3 separate regions of the Mus musculus genome follow, and all the other regions are linked to region 1. A link is a contact called in public HiChIP or PLAC-seq and promoter capture Hi-C data. All regions are on one chromosome and are shown on one strand. The core of a region is the stretch at or near the end of the contact, and the rest is flanking DNA. Distances in the headings are between cores, read along the strand shown. Region 1 holds the start of Met (met proto-oncogene). Region 2 overlaps Tes (testis derived transcript). Region 3 holds the start of D830026I12Rik (RIKEN cDNA D830026I12 gene).

What was found. Promoter capture Hi-C pulls out the DNA fragments that hold promoters and counts their contacts. HiChIP or PLAC-seq counts read pairs in DNA pulled down with a chosen protein or histone mark.
Region 2: a contact with region 1 is called in a promoter capture Hi-C map of 3T3-L1-derived adipocytes, with 3 times the contacts expected there. The contact joins the enhancer-like site here to the promoter of Met in region 1. A contact is called at or near these places in 9 of 39 promoter capture datasets (the 3T3-L1 cell line, 3T3-L1-derived adipocytes, cranial neural crest and 6 more), 1 of 15 datasets of contacts at CTCF or cohesin (the NIH/3T3 cell line), 6 of 484 Hi-C or Micro-C datasets (the AML12 cell line, the CH12 cell line, LSK cells and 3 more), 4 of 115 datasets of contacts at active chromatin or transcription factors (bone marrow-derived macrophages, embryonic stem cells, forebrain and 1 more) and 1 of 9 other capture datasets (embryonic stem cells).
Region 3: a contact with region 1 is called in an H3K4me3 HiChIP or PLAC-seq map of bone marrow-derived macrophages, with 3 times the contacts expected there. The contact joins the promoter of D830026I12Rik here to the promoter of Met in region 1. A contact is called at or near these places in 1 of 39 promoter capture datasets (the 3T3-L1 cell line), 1 of 15 datasets of contacts at CTCF or cohesin (the NIH/3T3 cell line) and 2 of 115 datasets of contacts at active chromatin or transcription factors (bone marrow-derived dendritic cells and bone marrow-derived macrophages).

The regions. Positions count from the first base shown.
Region 1 is chr6:17,462,467-17,465,577 of GRCm38.p6, forward strand. It overlaps Met (met proto-oncogene), which reads left to right and starts at 1,491. Exons shown (of 22, transcript NM_008591.2): 1 at 1,491-1,782.
Region 2 is chr6:17,083,091-17,086,201 of GRCm38.p6, forward strand. It overlaps Tes (testis derived transcript), which reads left to right. Exons shown (of 7, transcript NM_207176.3): 2 at 3,047-3,111. All of the region lies in intron 2 of Gm4876 (predicted gene 4876), which reads right to left. Among named protein-coding and RNA genes, the nearest start is that of Gm15473, 19 kb to the left of the region's middle. Within about 2 kb of position 1,556, at least 4 of the 459 cell types and tissues checked have an H3K27ac peak or open chromatin away from gene starts, as enhancers often do.
Region 3 is chr6:17,196,076-17,199,186 of GRCm38.p6, forward strand. D830026I12Rik (RIKEN cDNA D830026I12 gene) reads left to right here and starts at 1,676. Exons shown (of 3, transcript NR_102305.1): 1 at 1,676-1,715. It overlaps Gm52892 (a long non-coding RNA gene), which reads right to left. Exons shown (of 2, transcript XR_003956407.1): 2 at 2,841-3,111.

The sequences.
Region 1 (3,111 bases), core at 241-2,740:
GGCCAGGGGCCTTGTAACCAGTAACACCAGAGTTTCAGAATGAGCCACAACCTTCATGAATAGCGTGATATTTGGAAGGACCCGCTTGAATCAAGTTTGCTTGGCTGGAACCCCTGGACATAGTATAGACCCTTGAAGGAGATTTGAGAACTGGGTTCTAACCCTGGCTTTCTTAATACCAGCTGTGTGAGCTTCCTAGGAATTCGTACGGGCTGTTTTATTCATCTGCAAAATGATTCCGTGCAGGCCTCCAAAACTGTAATAGGAACTTTCCTTTTCCATCAAACTGAGGAGTGGTGAGGTAAACTGCTCTTGGGACTGAAATAGCTCTGTCTAGTGTCTGGTAATGTACTGAACACATACATAGCGCAGTTATAAGAAATGTATGAGACCTTCCTTGTCTTTGCTCTGTGTGTAAGACGTGTCCCCTGCACCTGTATAGTGGCTGTGGCTTGAATGACTCTCAAAGTTACTTCTATACATACCTCTATGTCCATTATCGAATCAGCTCTTCTGACAATTGGAAAGAACTCCTATTCTAAAAGGCAATGGATTCCTTAGATCCTTTCACCTTATTGTATCCTTGTAGGGAAATGCAAAATTTTAGAAACGATTCTAATAAACGAATCTTCCTAAGTAAATCCTTTTCAATTTCTTTTAATATTCGAGATTTGAACTTATGTGTTGGATTTGTTAGTTGCTATTTGTCTATGTAACCGCCTTGTGTCCATTTGTCTATTTAATTACCCTGTGTCCAGCTATGAGGAAAAAAAAGTGAAAATTAACCAGAAGCCTCCCCTGGGTTAAACTCCTGGGGTTCTTCCAGAAATCTGAGAAATTATACTAGGGGGATAATGATTGCAAAATGAAATCATTGGGACAATCCGTCCATGCACTCCCAACATTGTCTGTGACAATGAGCGCCTTGTTTCCGTGGCGCCTAGATCTCTGTCCACGCGGGTGAGTGCGGGGCCGCCACCTCGGGCGTGAGAGAGGCTGCAGCTCCGGGGTGCGCCAGGGGGTGCGTGCGCTTTGCGCGGGTGACTTTGGAGCACCAGGAGGGGGAGACTCGGGGCCACTGATCTCCCTCTGCGCTGGCTTCAGACTCCAGAACTGGAGGAGGAAGAGAAAGCGCATAGCTGGGGAGAGGGAAACTTCTCCACCTAGAAAGTTTCACCTTGCCGAGGGCGGGGGGTGGGGCGGGGCTTGAGGAAGTGCGACCCCCCGGGCTAAGCGTACTGGCTGCGGGAAGGGCGGGGACGCCAACCCCCCCCCCCCCAACCCTCCAAGGGTGGTGCCAGTCCCCATCTCGGGCCCCAGGAGGGACCGTTGGGGACAAACCTAGAGCGACAGGGACGAACAGACACGTGCTGGGGCGGGTACCCGGGTCTCTTCGCCTCCAGCCCGGACGCGCCCGGGCGCCGCTGTTGCCCGGCTGAGTCACGGGCCGGGCAGGGCGCGTGTGGGAAGGGGCGGAGCAGTCCGAGGGCGCTCGGCGGGGTTCGGCCCGGGCCGCAGGTGACCCGGACGGCCTCGCCGCCCGCAGCGTCCGAGCCCGGGTGACCCTGTGCGGAGCCAGATGCTGGGCGACCGCTGACTCGCTGGAGAAGGGCGGAGCGCGCGGGTGGTCCCCAGCCGGCTGACTTCGGCGCCGCGCGCTCCGGGCACCCCAAGGTACAAACTCCAGCCGCGTCGATCAGGCACCCAGCCTCTCCCAGCCCCTCTGCTTTCTTTGTTCCACTAAGGGAACTGGCTACTGCTCTGGAGGACAAGACCACCGAGGTGGGTGCGAGCCCGGGGGCTTAGGAAACTGAAGGTATGGGGTCGGGGAGGTGCAAACTAGAATTGAGCTTGTCGCTTTAGAAGGAGTGTTGTTGACGGCCACCTGTGTGACTCAGGGGCGCCAAGAGCATTAGGTGCTCCAGGGCTGCTGTAGCTCTGCAAGTTTCACCTCTGGGATCTGACTCAGCCCTTACAGAAGGGATCGGTCACCCTGTCCAGGGTGATACAGCCGGCAAGGTTTGAGCCCAGCTATTTCCTTGTTCCTAGTCTTGCTTTATCTGCCTTGAGGGAGCGCGCGAGGAGGGGGTGGGGGTGTCTTTCTCAAGGGCAGGTGTTTCTGGGATGGTCTGAATTTTTTATTCCTGGCAAACACACGGAGGGTGTGATCCATCATTTTCTATCCCACTTTATCTTTTTTTTTTCCTGGGACTCAGTGGAGGTGAAATACATTATAACCAGAGGTCAGGTAGTCTGGCTAGTAGCGGTGTAATTATTAAAAGACCAAAGAAAGTACAATGCAGAATTTATTCCAAACTGTGGTTTCCCATTTCCTACCTTTTTATGTTTAGAAGAGCCATTTGCTAATTTGGCAGTTGGCAGGGGTTCTAGGGGCTCACGCATGAATGCTCGTCCAGTGGCTTTTCCCTTATCACAGGCTTCTGTTCAAAGCAGCTCTGGGGCAGAATGAAAAATTGTCAACTTTCTTAAGCAAAATAATCAGGAGGCTCTAATGGCCAAGTTAAAACGGTCCATGACTATGAGGAGATTGTAAACGCTGTAACTGGATAGAATATAGACAGAATTTTAGGAAGACTGTCAGCATTTTGTAGCATTGGGTGGAGGTTTATTCTGTCGCTTCCAGCAGCCAGCCACACACACACACATTGCCATGCAAATGGATTCAGCAGAACGTTATTTTCCTTTATAGCTCAACTATTATAGCTGACTAATGAATTTCCTCTGCATGGAGATGATCTGAAAACGATGTACACGGTGTTTCCCTTTGCTACTGGGACATAAATTGTGCTTTTATGCCCCAGTGTTAGTGTTGCCCGGATTATTTACAGGTATATAGCTTTCCTCTCCAGCTGGAAGCTTCCTCGGCTTTGTTCACAAGTGTAAATTTCCACTGTGGAGCAGGAGTGGGTTCTGTTACACATTGCAGACTTGTCACTGTCATTTCAGGTTGTGATATACTCACTGTTTATCTCCTCTGAGCAGATAAATAACACACATGAGACGTACAACTTCAATAAGAAATTTGATGGTACCAAAAATGTGTTCCTACATAGTGCAATAGGTGCTTTAAAATTTGTGGTCAGTTTTCAA
Region 2 (3,111 bases), core at 306-2,805, 380 kb before region 1:
GCTTGCAGGAGCTGAGCATACACTGCCTTTCTCAGATGATCATTTCATGCCTAGCAGTTTAGCTTGGACATGTTGCTAAGTGGCTAACTGAAGATAAAGTTACCCAACATATGATTTGCAATCATAATTTTAGAATTTCAAAAAAGTTGGAGTCAATCCGATTCAATTCTTTCCTTATCTAGATGAAACTCGGAGGACAAAAATGACTTCAAAAAATCATTGGATGTGGTGGTGCTGGTGACACTGTGGGTCCAGACCACAGTTTTCTTGACTCTTCTTCAATGGTCTTTCTTTGTTTGCACAGTTCTCAGTTTTGTTATTTCTTTAATAACAATACAATTCTCATCATTTTCTTACATTGCTATTACACATAAGCACACAAATGGAAGTGGTCATGAATCCAAGGGTCTGGATTTCATTGTCTAACCAGCCAGGTTGCCTTAGCTGTCAAGGACCTAACAGCTAGGCATCCCTCTTTACTCTTCCACCCCATCCTACATAGCCTGGAAGGCATCCTGAGTATCGCTATCTAACATCATCTCTAGTACTCCTCACCAAGCGTTCTCAAGCACAGAGAACTGGGCACAAGCTAGCCTGTAAGACCTGGGTGACCAAACATAAGACTCATCTCTTTTGTTAAAAAGAAGACTGTGCTCAATTGGGGGTAGTCTGTGCTGAGGGCAAAGGAAGGGAAGACATGTGGAGAGGATTCTGGGTCTCATATATTTCAGGGACTCTTGAACGTGGCATAAACTGGAAAGAGAAATTGCTGCAACTATTAGAACAAATGGGGCTCATGAATTGAAATTCAAAAGACTTGGGGCAGTCTGGCACTGAGCCTTAAAAAGTCTGGAATGGACCTCAAACAGCTCAGGGGTGGGTGGTTTGGGCTCTACAAAATAGAATTGGTAAATTATCCTTCATTCAACTTCTGAGAGGGATGCTGGCACTCCCAGAAGCCTCAGGAGGAACAAATCAGAAAAAAGTTGATTTATTCTTGTAGAGATATGTCCTCTCTAGACAATGTTATTGTATCAAGTTTAGAGTTGCATTCCAGATTGTAACTCAGTCTGGATGCAGGTACATCTGCAGAACAAGGAATGAGAGTGTGGATCACAAAGCTCTTAGAGATTTGTGTTTGTTTGCCGTGATTGAGGTTGCAAATTCTTACCCAATCATGGGGCATAAGATAAGAAATCCTCGCTTGGATGTCAGTGATGCTTAAGAATCGTAGGCCAACATGTAGATATGTAAAAATCGTTTCTGTCATAGGCAGACTAACTCATTGCCAGCCGGAATCTGTCTCATGGCTTCGGTTGCTAACAGTGATTCTGAAAACTAGGTGTTGTTTTTTTGTGTTTTGTTTTTGATTAAGACTTCTTCAGGGCATAGTGTATACTGCTGTGACCTCTCTCTCCCTTACACCTCCCTCTCCCATTAGGGACATTGCTGCTGCCTTCTCTAAGTCTGGGCACCCAGAAAAGATGAAATTATGTGTGTTTGGACAAACCCAGACAAACCCAGATATGTGAGCACACGTATCTTAGTGTTCACGTGTGTCCGAAGATCTCTTGTTCAGCCTGTCTTGTGTTGGTGACCATATTGTTGAGAGTTCATGCGTGCAGCTTCCCTGTCACATCTAGAAGGTACTATCTAGCTGCAGGCATCTGGTCCTATGGCTTTTACAATTCCACCCCCGCCATGTTGTAGGTGTGTCATTGAGTTTGGGTATGCCATAGCCAGCTGTTCTATGCATTTTGTCCAGATGTGGGTTCCAATAATAGTTTCCATCTACTGCAAAGAGACACTTCTCAGCTGAGGAGTGAGAGATACTCTTCTTATAGATGGGTGTAAGAACATGTATTTAGACTGCATGTGTTTAGTCTACTGCTTTAGGAACATGGCAGTAGTTAAGTTCTCCTTTAGTGTCTATGACCTCTTAGCTGTAGATAATTGTTTGGTTTTCAATACTAGGCTGAAATCTCTCTGGGGTGGGTGTAAAGTCCAAGTAGACTGAGGTTGGTTACCCCTCAAATAAAAGTACCACTCTTGCGCCATCGTGAGTATCTTGCCAGGGTAGTCAGTGTAACATCTAGATTTACAGCTGAGGAAGCCCGCCGATTGCTTTTCTCCTTTGTCAGCCCTCATAACCCCTCTGGGTACCATGAAGCTAGCCCTCAGGAAGGAAGCTTCCAGGTAAGTTCCAGAATGTATTGACATTTTCATACTGAGCAAATTCTGAAAACTTTCTGGGTTTCATTTCAGTCACCTGTAAAGAACAGAGGGAAATAGCCTGCTTCCTAAATGTTTTGTGAGGTTCTGTAAGATTTAAATGGTAGAGAAAGTAACCAAGGAGCTAAAGGGATCTGCAACCCTGTGAAACAACAATATGAACTAACCAGTGCCCCGCAGAGCTCGTGTCTCTAGCTGCATATGTATCAGAAGATGTCCTAGTTGGCCATCAGTGGAAAGAGAGGCCCATTGGTCGTGCAAACTTTATATGCCCCAGTACAGGGGAATGCCAGGGCCAAGAAGTGGGAGTGGGTGGGTGGGGTAGCGGGTGGGGGACTTTTGGGATAACATTGGAAATGTAAATGAATACCTAATTAAAAAAAAGATTTAAATGGTATGATACTTTTCCTGGTATTCAACAAATATTGTCATTCCTAAACTCTGTCATACATTTGTTTGTGTCTCAGTCTCTGCCCTCTGATCTCCCTGTACTTGCATTAACAGCACATAAGGGGCAAAGCCATGAATCCATGAATTTTGTGACTTTCAGTATTTGTAGTCTTCTATAAAGTTGTATTTTGATTCTCTTCTTTTCTTGATAAAAGCAATGAGATTATAAAGAATGCTATATATGTTCTCAAAGCTTATGTTTACATGCCTGGGTCAGAGTTGGCTAAACAATGTGAAACTCATAAAAGATTTGTTTGAGAGTTACATCAACAAGAGCGTTAAGTGGAATTAGAGGTGTGATTTATTGAATTTTTAAAAATGTAAAAAATTTATAATAGATTCCCTTTGTTCTTCCCATTAACAGATGGGCTTAGGTCATGAGCAAGGATTTGGAGCCCCCTGTCTAAAATGCAAAGAGAACTGTGAAGG
Region 3 (3,111 bases), core at 426-2,925, 270 kb before region 1:
TTCATGTCAGATATCTATACCGCCTCAGTAAGGGTTTAGGGATGTGTGTACACAGCTAGCATAATTCAACTACACATCTCCAGATACTGTTCAATATTTTATATAGCAGTGTGCTACCATCACTAAAAACAACAACAACAATAACAACAACAAAACCCCCCACTAAAACAAAAGAATTTCCTGTTACTTTTTTTTAATAAAAATGTATCTTTAGTAGTGTGAGTGTGTGTGTGTGTGCACATGAGTATGGGTGCACATGGATACTAGAAGAGTGTGTTAGGTCCCCTGGAGCTGGAATTATAGGCAGTATTGGGCTGCCTGCCCACTGTGGGTGCATGGGACCAAACTCAGGTGCTCTGCAAGAGCATTACACACTTTTATCCAGTGAACCATGTCTCTGATTGAACATGTTTAACCTCCTCAGGTCACATTCATTTGAAAATGACTGCTAATAAGAGGGAAAACTTAGGAAGCATATTTAAGATGTTCTCAAGTGCATCCTGAAAACTCTGCCGAAAATGCTTTTCCTCTTAGCATGTGTATCTTAGTTACTTTCTGTTGCTCTGATAAAACATCATGGCAAGAAACTCCTTGAGGAAGAAACCGTCTATTTTGGCTTATGATTGGAGAGAGAGGGGTCCATACAATGAGTGTAGACACGGCAACTGGCAGCCAAACTGCATCTGAGGGATCACGGTTTCAACTCCAGTTGGCAGAGAAAGCCAACTAGAGCTGGTTCAGGTGAGGTTGTAAACTCTCAGAGCCTACCCTCAGTGACATCTTCTAGCATGGCTCTACTTCATAACGGTTCCATAACCTCCTGAATGGCGCCACCAGCTGGGTACCAAGTGTTTATATGGATGAACCTGTGGGAGATGTTGCTCATTCAAATCACCATGATGTGTAGATAATTTAAGAGATGAGGATGTTAAAGGTATCCACCTTGCTGGCATCTGTGCCAGCTAGTTACACCAGGTTATGTATGTGTGCATGTGAAATTTCCCACCTTTACATACACTTATTTTGGGCAAACACTGCCATTCCCTGTCGCTGAAGAGGATCTATATCTCTTTACTTAGAAAGCATATGTACACACACACACACTCACACACACAGTGGAGGAAATTGATCTATTTAGCTATTATCATTTGAAAAGCAGGAACTTTTTTTATTTAACACGTATACATCTTAAGATAATTGAGAAAGTGCTTCTACCAAGTATATTTTTGGGTGCAGGACGACAGACTAATGATGTGAGTTTCTCTGTAGGCAGCATCTATTTAACAAACCTTCAAAAGAGCACCTTTTATCTAGCAGGCCACTTGAAGGAAACAAGAATGTAAAAGAAAGGGTGGTGAGCACCTAACAGTGAAATAAAAGGAGACAACTACATGGCCCTTGTGGAGATTGCTCAACAATGGGTTTCAATGAAATAAGAGAGGAGAACCACACAGCCCAGAACACATCATCAAGCCCGATAGTCAATTGAAAATTAAGTCTCTCCACTCCTTCTTTTGTTTGTAATTAATGGCTCGATGGCAGGGTGTCATTTTCTACTCCCCTTGCAAACCAAGGAGGTAGAAACCCTGGCAAGATAAATACTCTGACCACTAGGTGTGTTTTCGTTTCTTCTGGTTGCTGGGATATGCGGGGCTGGCAAACGGTGTTCCCAGTCATTTTAGGAACGCCCCTTCTTTCCTCTTCTCCTTAACAAGGTTAGTGAGATTCGTGCGGCTGCATTGGGAAGGGCCTTATCACTGCCGGGTGATCGCTGTTCCAGCCCTGGACAATGAGGGTTCATCCAAAAGCACGGCTTCCTTTCTGCTCTGGACAGGAAGCCCTGCCTGTGTCAGCCGCGAATGCCTCACGCAGTGCCTGGCCAGGCAGCAGCTGGAGAGCTGAGAGGAAAACAATTTCTAGACCTGGTGTTTGTGCAATAAAAGACCGGGTGGTGATGCGATGGGAAAGCTAAAGGGGAAGTTCGGAAATCGTTCACTGTTGTGATAATTTGCCTGGGACGGAGAGAATTGTGAGATTCAGAGGAGAACTCACAAACAAGAGGTTGCCTTCTGTCCAGCCCTAGTATGAGGCTTGCTGTAGGCTGTTATGTAAGGTTGGTTGATTATCACTGGGAAGCCCGCTCTTTTCTGGAAGGAAATGGAGGACTAGTGGATGTGGGGAGACAGGAGGTACTGGGGCGGAGGACTGGGGGAGAGGAGTAGAAAGGGAAACTGAGGTTGGGCTATATTGTAGAGAAGGATGAAGAAGAAAAGCACCTCTCAAGCTAAGAAAACTAAGACGTGGGGAAATGAAGGTACAGTAAATCTCCATCTTAGCCTAGTAAATGCATTTAGAGGGATTTGCGCCTCAGACCAAAGTCCTAGAAGTGGGGTTTGAACTCTTGAATTCTGATGTTCAGTTACAGAAGACTGAATTGCGTCCCACAATCAACAGTGTGTATGGAATGTTGTTAAGACATCACCCGCAGAGACAGTTAAAATGATAAACGGCAGCAATTGCGTTCCCTGTATATTTTATTTCCAACTGCATCACTGGAAAGAGAGGCGTCGATTGTGAGATTTGTTAGGATTCCTTCAGATGCCCCAGAGAAGGGAGTGAACACTGTCTTCAGTGTCCTGGAGCTGAAACAATGAGGAGAGAACACAGGACAGGTTCCTGCCATAGTTAAGGATTTGGACCTAGTGTTCTCTGCAAGCCTGGGGCTGCTAAGGCATGGGGGTGGGGTGGGGGGAATAAAAGGGTCAAAGCAAGGTCACAGAGAAAATATCTATATTTGGATGAAGAAAAGAGAAGAAAAATAATTTCACTAACTCCACATCTAGATAAAAAAAATCAAAGGAATTTAATAAATCTAGAGGCCTAGGGATGAACAGGGACTCGGTTGAGGCAGAAGGGAGGGGCAGAAATATGCATGGGCAATTAAAACTGGAGAGTTGGCAACGCTTTAGTAGTTGAGAGACAATTTTCGCAGACAAATGAAAGCTGAACGCAGACTGGCAGAAGAAGGACTGGCTTGTGGAAGAGCAATCGGTGAGGCAGCCGAGGACACATGCGCAGTTAACCTTTCCAAAAAAACATGGTCGTGGAAGG